Regions from separate parts of the Gossypium hirsutum genome. Here region 2 is linked to region 1. The links are chromatin contacts, called in public Hi-C maps. All regions are on one chromosome and are shown on one strand. Each heading gives the region's core, a stretch centred on a gene start, on an enhancer-like site or on the middle of the called end of the contact. The rest is flanking DNA. Distances are from core to core; before and after follow the strand shown. Region 1 holds the start of LOC107916914 (ABC transporter G family member 9). Region 2 has its middle 5.4 kb from the start of LOC121214371.

Region 1 (4,325 bases), core at 556-3,055:
CATATGATAATATAATCGTTACATTAGATTTTAGAAATAGCAGAACTTAATTAAATGAATTTAACAATTATCGTTTGGTGAAAATTGAAATTTTAGAATTTGAAAAGTATATGAACTAAAAATAACCAAATAAAAATACAAGAACAAAATCCACAACTTTCGCAAAGCATAGGGACTAACGCAGGATTTAACCTATTGTTAAACACATATACTTATATTTCAATAATATGTAATGAATTATTAATATAAATAATACTATTATTTTATTAAAGATACAAAAAATATAATTTGTAAATACTTAGTAATAAATTTTATACAATATAAAGTTATGAAAATATTATTTAATAATTATTACAATATTTTAGGAGTTTTAAAATATTTATATGATTAATGCAATATTATATTAATTTAATACATGAAATTGTGTTTTGGGCATTTAAGATTAGTATAGTACTTTACAATTCATTTTAAACTTTTACGAAATATTAATTTAAAAATAAATAGTTTCATGATAAAAAGCTTTAAGCAATTAAAACTTATGTCAATATTTCTATTTAGAAAATGTAAAAGAATAAATTATTATATAAATCTCAAAATTATACATGAACTTTGATTTAATGTGCAATTGTATACATGAGTTTTAGTTTGATGCAATTATAGATATAAAATTTTGATTATGTTTCAAATGTATACATGAAACTTTAATTTTGATTCAATCATACACATTTATAGAAATAAATAGATCAATCAATTTTTATATTGGATAAATATAATTATTTCTGTAAACATAAGATGATGCTATATCAATAATTGTGTTAATAATTTGTGAGAATTGGATCAAACCAAAATTTCATGTATAAAATTATACAAAATCAAAGTTCATGTATAATTTTGATATTTATAATGTTATAACCTAGAAAAGTTATTTTTAGTAGTGAATAGTTTTATATTATTTATTTTATATTAATATAATATTTAAGTATTAATTTTATGAGAAAATATTTAGTACAATGGAGTTTTTAGATTTCACAATCAAATAAAATATTAGAAAATTAAATATTAAAAAACACAACTAATTTTTTAAAATAAAAAAAAAAGTATATTGTCAATGTATATTACTATTTTTTGTATGCTCGAGATGAAAATTTTCAATTCCTATTTTTTATTTTTTAAAATTTTAAAAAGATATTTTATTTTACACAAATTATGTATTAAATAATTATTTTAAAAAATAGGATTTATGAAATGAAAAATCTGGCAAACTTTTTCAAATGGTTCTATCCTTTAGAATAATTACCTTAATATGAAAATGATATTATTAAATTAAAAAATATAAATATTTCAATGTTTATGTCATATTACCGTTTGAAAAATCTATATTTACCAAAAAAAAAAAAGTCAAGATCCAATAAATTATGGAGATGTGAAATATGGCTGGTCCATCATGACAGCCGTGACAACCGCATTTGTCTGGCTGCTTTCTTTAAAAATATATCTAAATATTTTTTAGAAAAATATAACTCAGAATCATTTGGTACACTCCTCACTCAAATGCAAAGTTGTATTTAGAAAAAGGGATAATTATTAAAAATATAACTAAATGCAACGTTTATTTTAAAATCAATGACCAAGTTGCAAAGAAAATATATATATATATTTGGCTATTTTAAAAATCTACAACATGGTTACTCAAACAAAACAAAATCAGTGACATTCATGGAAGTAACATATAGAAAGTATGATATTTGGTCAACCGTCAAACATTGCTTCCCAGCAACAAATTAAATAGCTGAGGTTCATAATCATTACCAACTAATTACTTAAAACAGATAAGACTTGACAATTTATAAATATTTAAATTCCAAGTTAAAGAGAAAGAGAGGAAACCAGAAGTTTCTTTTTGCAGGGATTAGTAAGAATGGCGAAAGAGTTGGATGTTGAAGCTGCAAATAAGTCAGAAGATAACATGAAACCAACAGCTATCTTCAAGAGTACAAATGAATCTGTTGTTTTAAAGGTATGAACAGTGATTCTCTTTTTCTTTTTTTTTTAAAAGATTGTAAATTTTGAGTTTAGAATGGTTGTATTTTCATGGTTTGTTTTTTTACAGTTTGTTGATGTTGTTTATTCAATCAAGTTTGGGAAATCGGGTAATTATTTTCAGAAGAAATCAGGTTCAGGAGAGAAAGTGATCTTAAATGGGATTAGTGGGGTGGTTGAACCAGGAGAAATGTTAGCCATGCTTGGTCCATCTGGCAGTGGCAAAACAACACTATTGACTGCATTAGGGGGTCCCCTAGGTGGTTGCCTCAGTGGAACCGTAACTTACAATGGCAAGCCTTTCTCCAATTCAGTGAAACGAAACACAGGGTTTGTGACTCAAGATGATGTTCTATACCCTCACTTGACCGTCACCGAAACGCTCGTTTTTACCGCTCTGCTTCGATTGCCGAATAGTTTTAGTAAACAAGAGAAGATCATGCATGCTGAAGCTGTCATCAATGAACTTGGACTAGTTGACTGCAAGAATAGCATCATTGGGGACCCATTTACCAGAGGAGTTTCGGGTGGGGAGCGAAAAAGGGTTAGTATAGGTCAAGAAATGCTTATAAACCCAAGCTTGTTGTTCTTAGACGAGCCTACATCGGGTCTGGATTCAACTACGGCTCAAAGGCTGGTGTCGACGTTGTCGGAGTTTGCTAAAGGTGGAAGAACAATTGTGCTGACAATACACCAGCCATCAAGTAGACTGTTTTACATGTTTGATAAGGTTTTGCTGCTATCAGAGGGTAACCCTTTGTATTTTGGACAAGGATCGGCTACTATGGATTATTTTTCGAGAATCGGATATGCCCCATCAGTTGCCATGAACCCTTCAGATTTCCTATTGGACCTTTCAAATGGTATATGCTTTAATCTTATAGTGACAATTTTGCATACATATACTTCAGCTGATTTGAATCCTGTAATGTTTATATAGGTATTACATCATCAAATGAGTCACCAAAGGAACAAACCCTGGTGAAGACAACACTAGTTTCAGCATACAAGAGCAACATTGGTGAGAAACTAAGGGAAGAGCTCAAGGATAACAGCAAGCACCATCATGATCAAATGGAAAGCAAGACATTTGAAAGGTGGCCTACAACATGGTGGCAACAGTTCACCGTATTGCTTCAAAGGGGACTTAAGGAAAGGAAACATGAATCATTCTCCGTATTCAACACTGTTGAGGTCCTTGTTGTAGCTGTCCTATTAGGACTATTATGGTGGCAATCTGATGTAGCTCACTTGCAGGACCAGGTATGAATAAACATTGGATGGCATTGATATATGGGATGAACTTAAGAAAAATAGGCTGATATATGTTGTTAATTTTGAAAACATGCAGATTGGATTCCTCTTCTTTATTTTAGGATTCTGGGGTTTGTTCCCTCTATACCAAGCAATTTTCACCTTCCCTCAAGAACGTTTAATGCTCGAAAAAGAACGGTCTGCGGGCTTGTATAGGCTATCTTCATATTTCATGTCAAGAATCATATCTGATCTCCCCATGGAGCTTACACTTCCCATTGTTTTCATCACAATATCATATTGGATGGCAGGGCTTAAACCCACAGCAGGGAGTTTCCTATACACCCTATTTGCACTTATTTTATGTGTCTTAGGCTCTCAAGGCATAGGGTTAGCCATTGGTGCCTTAGTGATGAACACGAAATCGGCAGCCACTCTCGGTTCGATCATCATGCTCACGTTCTTACTCGCCAGCGGCTACTATATTCAACAATTTCCGGGTTTCATGTCATGGATCAAATACATTGCACTTACCCATTACGCATACAAACTCTTGTTGGGGTCTCAATACCAGCCACATGATACTTACCCTTGTAATGAACCTGGGAAGGTTTGCTTAGTAGGAGATTTCCAACCTATAAAAACTGTGGGGCTAGATGGTCAACTCATCTCAGCTGTTGCCCTGATTCTAATGGTTTTGATCTACAGACTAGTTGCTTATTTGGCCCTCATGAGAATTGGTGTGACCCAAAAATTGGCCAAGTAGCTGAATCTTAATCCATTATTTGCATAAAACCAAAGAGTGGTATCAATTAAATTATAGATGCCATTGTCTTCCATTCTTTTCTTCTTCTTTTCATTTTAGTGGCTTGTATATTATATGTATTTGATTAGAGATACAGAGAATGGTGTACCAAAATAAATCAATTATGAAATTATTTGTATTTTATATATTCTTTTTCAATTAAGGTAATGATCCTTTTCCACTTAGTGAAGTTCAAATGCATAAGTATTTAGGACTATGGAAATCA
Region 2 (4,325 bases), core at 1,207-3,706, 92 kb after region 1:
TCTTATGCTTGATAGATGATTTAATGACTCATGCTGATAAGAGGAGTTTTTAAACATGATAGTTGCTGATGCATTTCTTAAGGGGAGTTATAATCTAGTTCACTTATTTATTGACTTTATTTACCTTGTACGTGTCTTGTGTGTTATCATTTTTTGCAAGGTTTTATCAACATGCCAAATGGAGAGATTGTTAGAAACTTTAACCGTTATACTCTATTGTTTTATTTTTTGTTATAACATTGATTGGAACAACAATTGGGGACAATCAAAGCTATTTATTGAGTTAGCTATTATAACTTGTATAAAAATAATATTGGTTATTTATTTTATTAAGCAGCAGATGCGAGATGTGTTTTTATGTTCAAGGGAACTAGATATAAATGTGACAACAATTTTGAAGGAATTAGAAGAGTTCATAATTGACTTGGACTCTATCTTACTATCTTAAAAGATAAGGAGTTCATTAGTTTAGATTTACTTCAAGTAAAAAACTTATTATCTAATTCAAGTGAGACTGAACTTGTTAAAGGTTAGCCTATCCCGTATTTTTTAACGTGGATGAAGTTATTTAAAGCCTGTTTATAAATTGTCATATGCACAACAGGGTGTGCTTTGGAGTGTTATTTTGTTGAGTATTTTGGCTCTCTTTTCTTAGTCCTTTGGAAAGAGATATTGATTGTAAGGTGAAGTTTTTAAGGTGAGTAATTATAACAATTTAGAGACGACGACTTTAAAACTGCGCTTATTCATTGATGTAGGACAGATTAAGCTTAAATCAAGAGTTGTAATAAAAATTGTTCTTTAAATTAAACTCTCTAAAAGTTGAATTCAGAATGCATTAATAAATTTATTGTATCCATATTTTTACACTCTTTACTCTTATTATAATATCTAGATTCTTGTAATAAATGGGATGATGCATTGAAACTAAATGTTAACTATTTATTATAAAATTTCAAATTTTAAACAATTTATTATACCTTTTTTGAACTTTCTTATCACCATTGACTTCTATTTAACATATTCATTTTTAATTCGTAATTTATATTGCTCAAATTACAATAATGTTTTTACTCCAAAAAGGTCATGCTTGTGTTAAACAACATCACAAGATTTGTTTGTTAAAAACGCAATACTCTTTTTCTATGATTTAAAATATAAGTGTTATTAAATAATATAGTGTCTTATCCTTAACATCATTATCCAATTAAAAAAATATTGGTGCTATCAAAAATTAATTTTGAATAAAAAATTCAATATTTTTTACTAAGTAATGCATATTTTATTCAAAATTGATTGTTCAAGTATAAAAATTCTTGGTGCTACAATCGGTTGAAATAAGTCCCTAAAATTAATAGATATTCTAAAATCAAAGAATGTAATATGAAAAAATGTGCAATCCATTGAATGCAATCCCAATAATAGTAGAGATTTATAAAATTAGATTTAAAATTAAAAAACAAAAACAAAGTAAGATAAGAATTATAAACTTCAAAATTCGTTTCATATTATGAAATCAACCATATAAGCAAGAGAAAAAAATCATGGACCCAAAAACACAATAAAAGTAAAATAAAACAAGATATAAATTTTAAAAAATCCAAGCAATGAGACAAAAAATAAATAGGGATCGCCGTGAGTTGGATATTGGCTAGGCTCCCCTATCATATTAACTAGACTCATTCCCACAAAAAAAATATCACTCAATCCTAATTTCAAATAAATTATTTATTCTTTCTCGTTTGTACATTAAAACTTTATCTTGATCATGATGGACATTCACTTAATAAGATATTCATAACAAAATTCATTTAATACAACACATTTTAATAAATATAAACAATTCACCAATGTATAGCATAAGTAAGAATTTTAGTTAATTAATAATTAATCCAATAAATAAAATAGGAAGATCTTTAATTAATTACTTTCCAGAAATGGACAAATTTGAGCAAAAGTAGATATTTAAGAAATCCACTTAGAAAAAGAAAGCATCTACACATAAAATTAAGCTTTTTAACCTCAAGTTAAATCATTATTTTGGGTTAAATCAAATTTAGGAATTAATTTAGACAAAAAAAATTCAAACCCAATGAAAAGTAATTGTTAAATTCAAGCTCTTAAAAGTGATTTAACCTTAAAGCTTTTATAATATTTTTTTAATTTCAATCATTATAGATTCTGGCTAGACTTACGTACGAATTGGGTCGGTTTAGTTTGTGGCCCGACAACTCAAGTTTATTATTTGTATATTATAATAATATTAAACTTTTTATTTTGAAATTTATATATTTTTATAACTAAATTTAAATATATTTACTTTGAATTTAGATCCAACCGATTGTCTCGAAATCAAATATGGATAGTTCTAATCTAAGGTCGACAGATAATTGAAGGGTAATGCAATGCTAATCTGGTGAGTATTTGGGCTGGGTTAACAACAACACTAATCTGAGCCCAGATTATCCAGCCTATCCAATATATAAGGGCCACTTACACAATTTTCTCAAAATTGGCCCATATTATATACTAAAATGTAAAATGATGTTAAAGAAACAAAAAAAGAAAATTTATCCTGCATCTCCCAACTATGACCTAAACTCTAAATTAGTCATCAAACTTCAAAACATTCTAACTAAATCCTGAAAATATCAGCATTGTATCAATTACGTTCTTCTTCAACTTAACTATCAAATTGGGTGTTAAATGTTAGCTTAGATCTCATGCGGAACATGTTTGAAACATATGAATCAAAATCGAAACATGTTTGTACTTATCGCATGAACAACTTAAATCTAATGTGTTAAGAAAAAGAAGTAACACTTCAAAATTCTGATGACACTATTTTTACTTTAACGCATCAAATCTAAATTGTCCATGCACTAGATATGTGTGTTTAAAATTTAATTCACGAGTTTTAAACATGTTTTGTGTTTAATTCAAATTGACATTTAGCACACAAACTGATGCTAGAATAATAAAAGAATCTAATTAATACAATATTGATATTTTAAAGATTTAATTAAAATATTTTAAAATTTATAAACTAACTTAAAATATGAATCATAATTTAAGAATGGATGGTAAAATTAAACTAAAACCCCTAAATCTGAATAGATTTAATTCAAGAAAGAAAAAGACTTTAGTATCTAAATCTAATTTTGCTTATAAAATCTTCGACCCCAAATATATTTGCATTTCAAATCTATATTTTGGAACATATTATATATATATATTATAGGTGTCTGGGTAGGAAAAAAAATATAATTTTCTTTTAATTCATTATTTGGTAATGTTGATATATATATATTTGAAAAGTACATAATTTTTAATTAATATAGGTGTAAAGCCCAGATTTCGCCCGGGCCCAATAACAAATAAAATACCCATAGTCCATTTTACATAAAAAAATAAACCCAATTTTGCCAGCCCAAATAAAATACCTTAGGCCCAATACAACCCTAGCCCACAAACAATTTGTTGCAGCAACAAAGGAGAAACCCTAGGGCGCCGTTGACCGCCGCCTCTGTCCATGCGCGCCGCTTTATCTCCTCACACACCATCACCACGCCTCTGACACCTGCAAAGAAATTGAATACAACCATAGAGCATGCTAACAGAAATGACAGTAAATAGGCAGATAGAGGATAGTTTAATAATAGGATTCGGCTATAAAAGCCATAGGATCCCCTTGTAAGTTTTTTTTACGAATGCACATCAAAAAAATCAGAAATAGAACGGAGTTTTAAAAGGTTGAATCTGATTATATATAATATATATTATAGGTGTCTTGGTAGGAAAGAAATGTAATTTTCTTTTAATTCATTATTTGGTAATGGTTAAATATATATATATTTGAAAAGTACATAATTTTAAATTAACATAGGCATTTCTCTTATTTTCTCTCATCTCACCATTTCTATTTGAAAGGATTGATTTTTTATAATGAAAAATGATCTCACTTTTATTTTCCTCTCACTTTTATTTTCAACTAAGCGCAATCAATTTTTTTTCACTTTTCCATCTAGTGAAACACACCCTTAAGCATATTAGCAGAGTGATGGTTTTATTGTATGTGTCATGTTCTCTTTATTGTTCTGATCATCCTCTTAATCTTGGAAGGAAGATATTTATGGGCAAATTAGGGTTTAAAGTGGGTTCCTAATTAGGGTGAACTTGAAAATTTTTTAAGAGATTAGAATTAAATTGTATATTTTTTTATAATAGTAAAAATATAATTCTACTATTTTAATAAATTAAATATTTATAATTTTTAAAGGACTAAATCGATTCTTTATCATTTTTGAGAGCTTAAGTACAATTTT

What was found. A called contact is a pair of places that touch in the nucleus more often than the background predicts.
Region 2: a contact with region 1 is called in a Hi-C map of leaf, with 6 times the contacts expected there. The contact joins the enhancer-like site here to the promoter of LOC107916914 in region 1. A contact is called at or near these places in 8 of 34 Hi-C or Micro-C datasets (hypocotyl and leaf).

What each region holds. Positions count from the first base shown.
Region 1 is chrD01:7,616,500-7,620,824 of Gossypium_hirsutum_v2.1, forward strand. LOC107916914 (ABC transporter G family member 9) reads left to right here and starts at 1,806. Exons shown (of 4, transcript XM_016846290.2): 1 at 1,806-2,017; 2 at 2,111-2,903; 3 at 2,981-3,303; 4 at 3,392-4,245. The coding sequence starts at 1,919. The coding sequence ends at 4,060.
Region 2 is chrD01:7,707,490-7,711,814 of Gossypium_hirsutum_v2.1, forward strand. No RefSeq gene overlaps it. Among protein-coding and RNA genes, the nearest start is that of LOC121214371, 5.4 kb to the left of the region's middle. Within about 2 kb of position 2,457, at least 1 of the 9 cell types and tissues checked has an H3K27ac peak or open chromatin away from gene starts, as enhancers often do. A contact at or near this core is called in leaf, where this site is marked.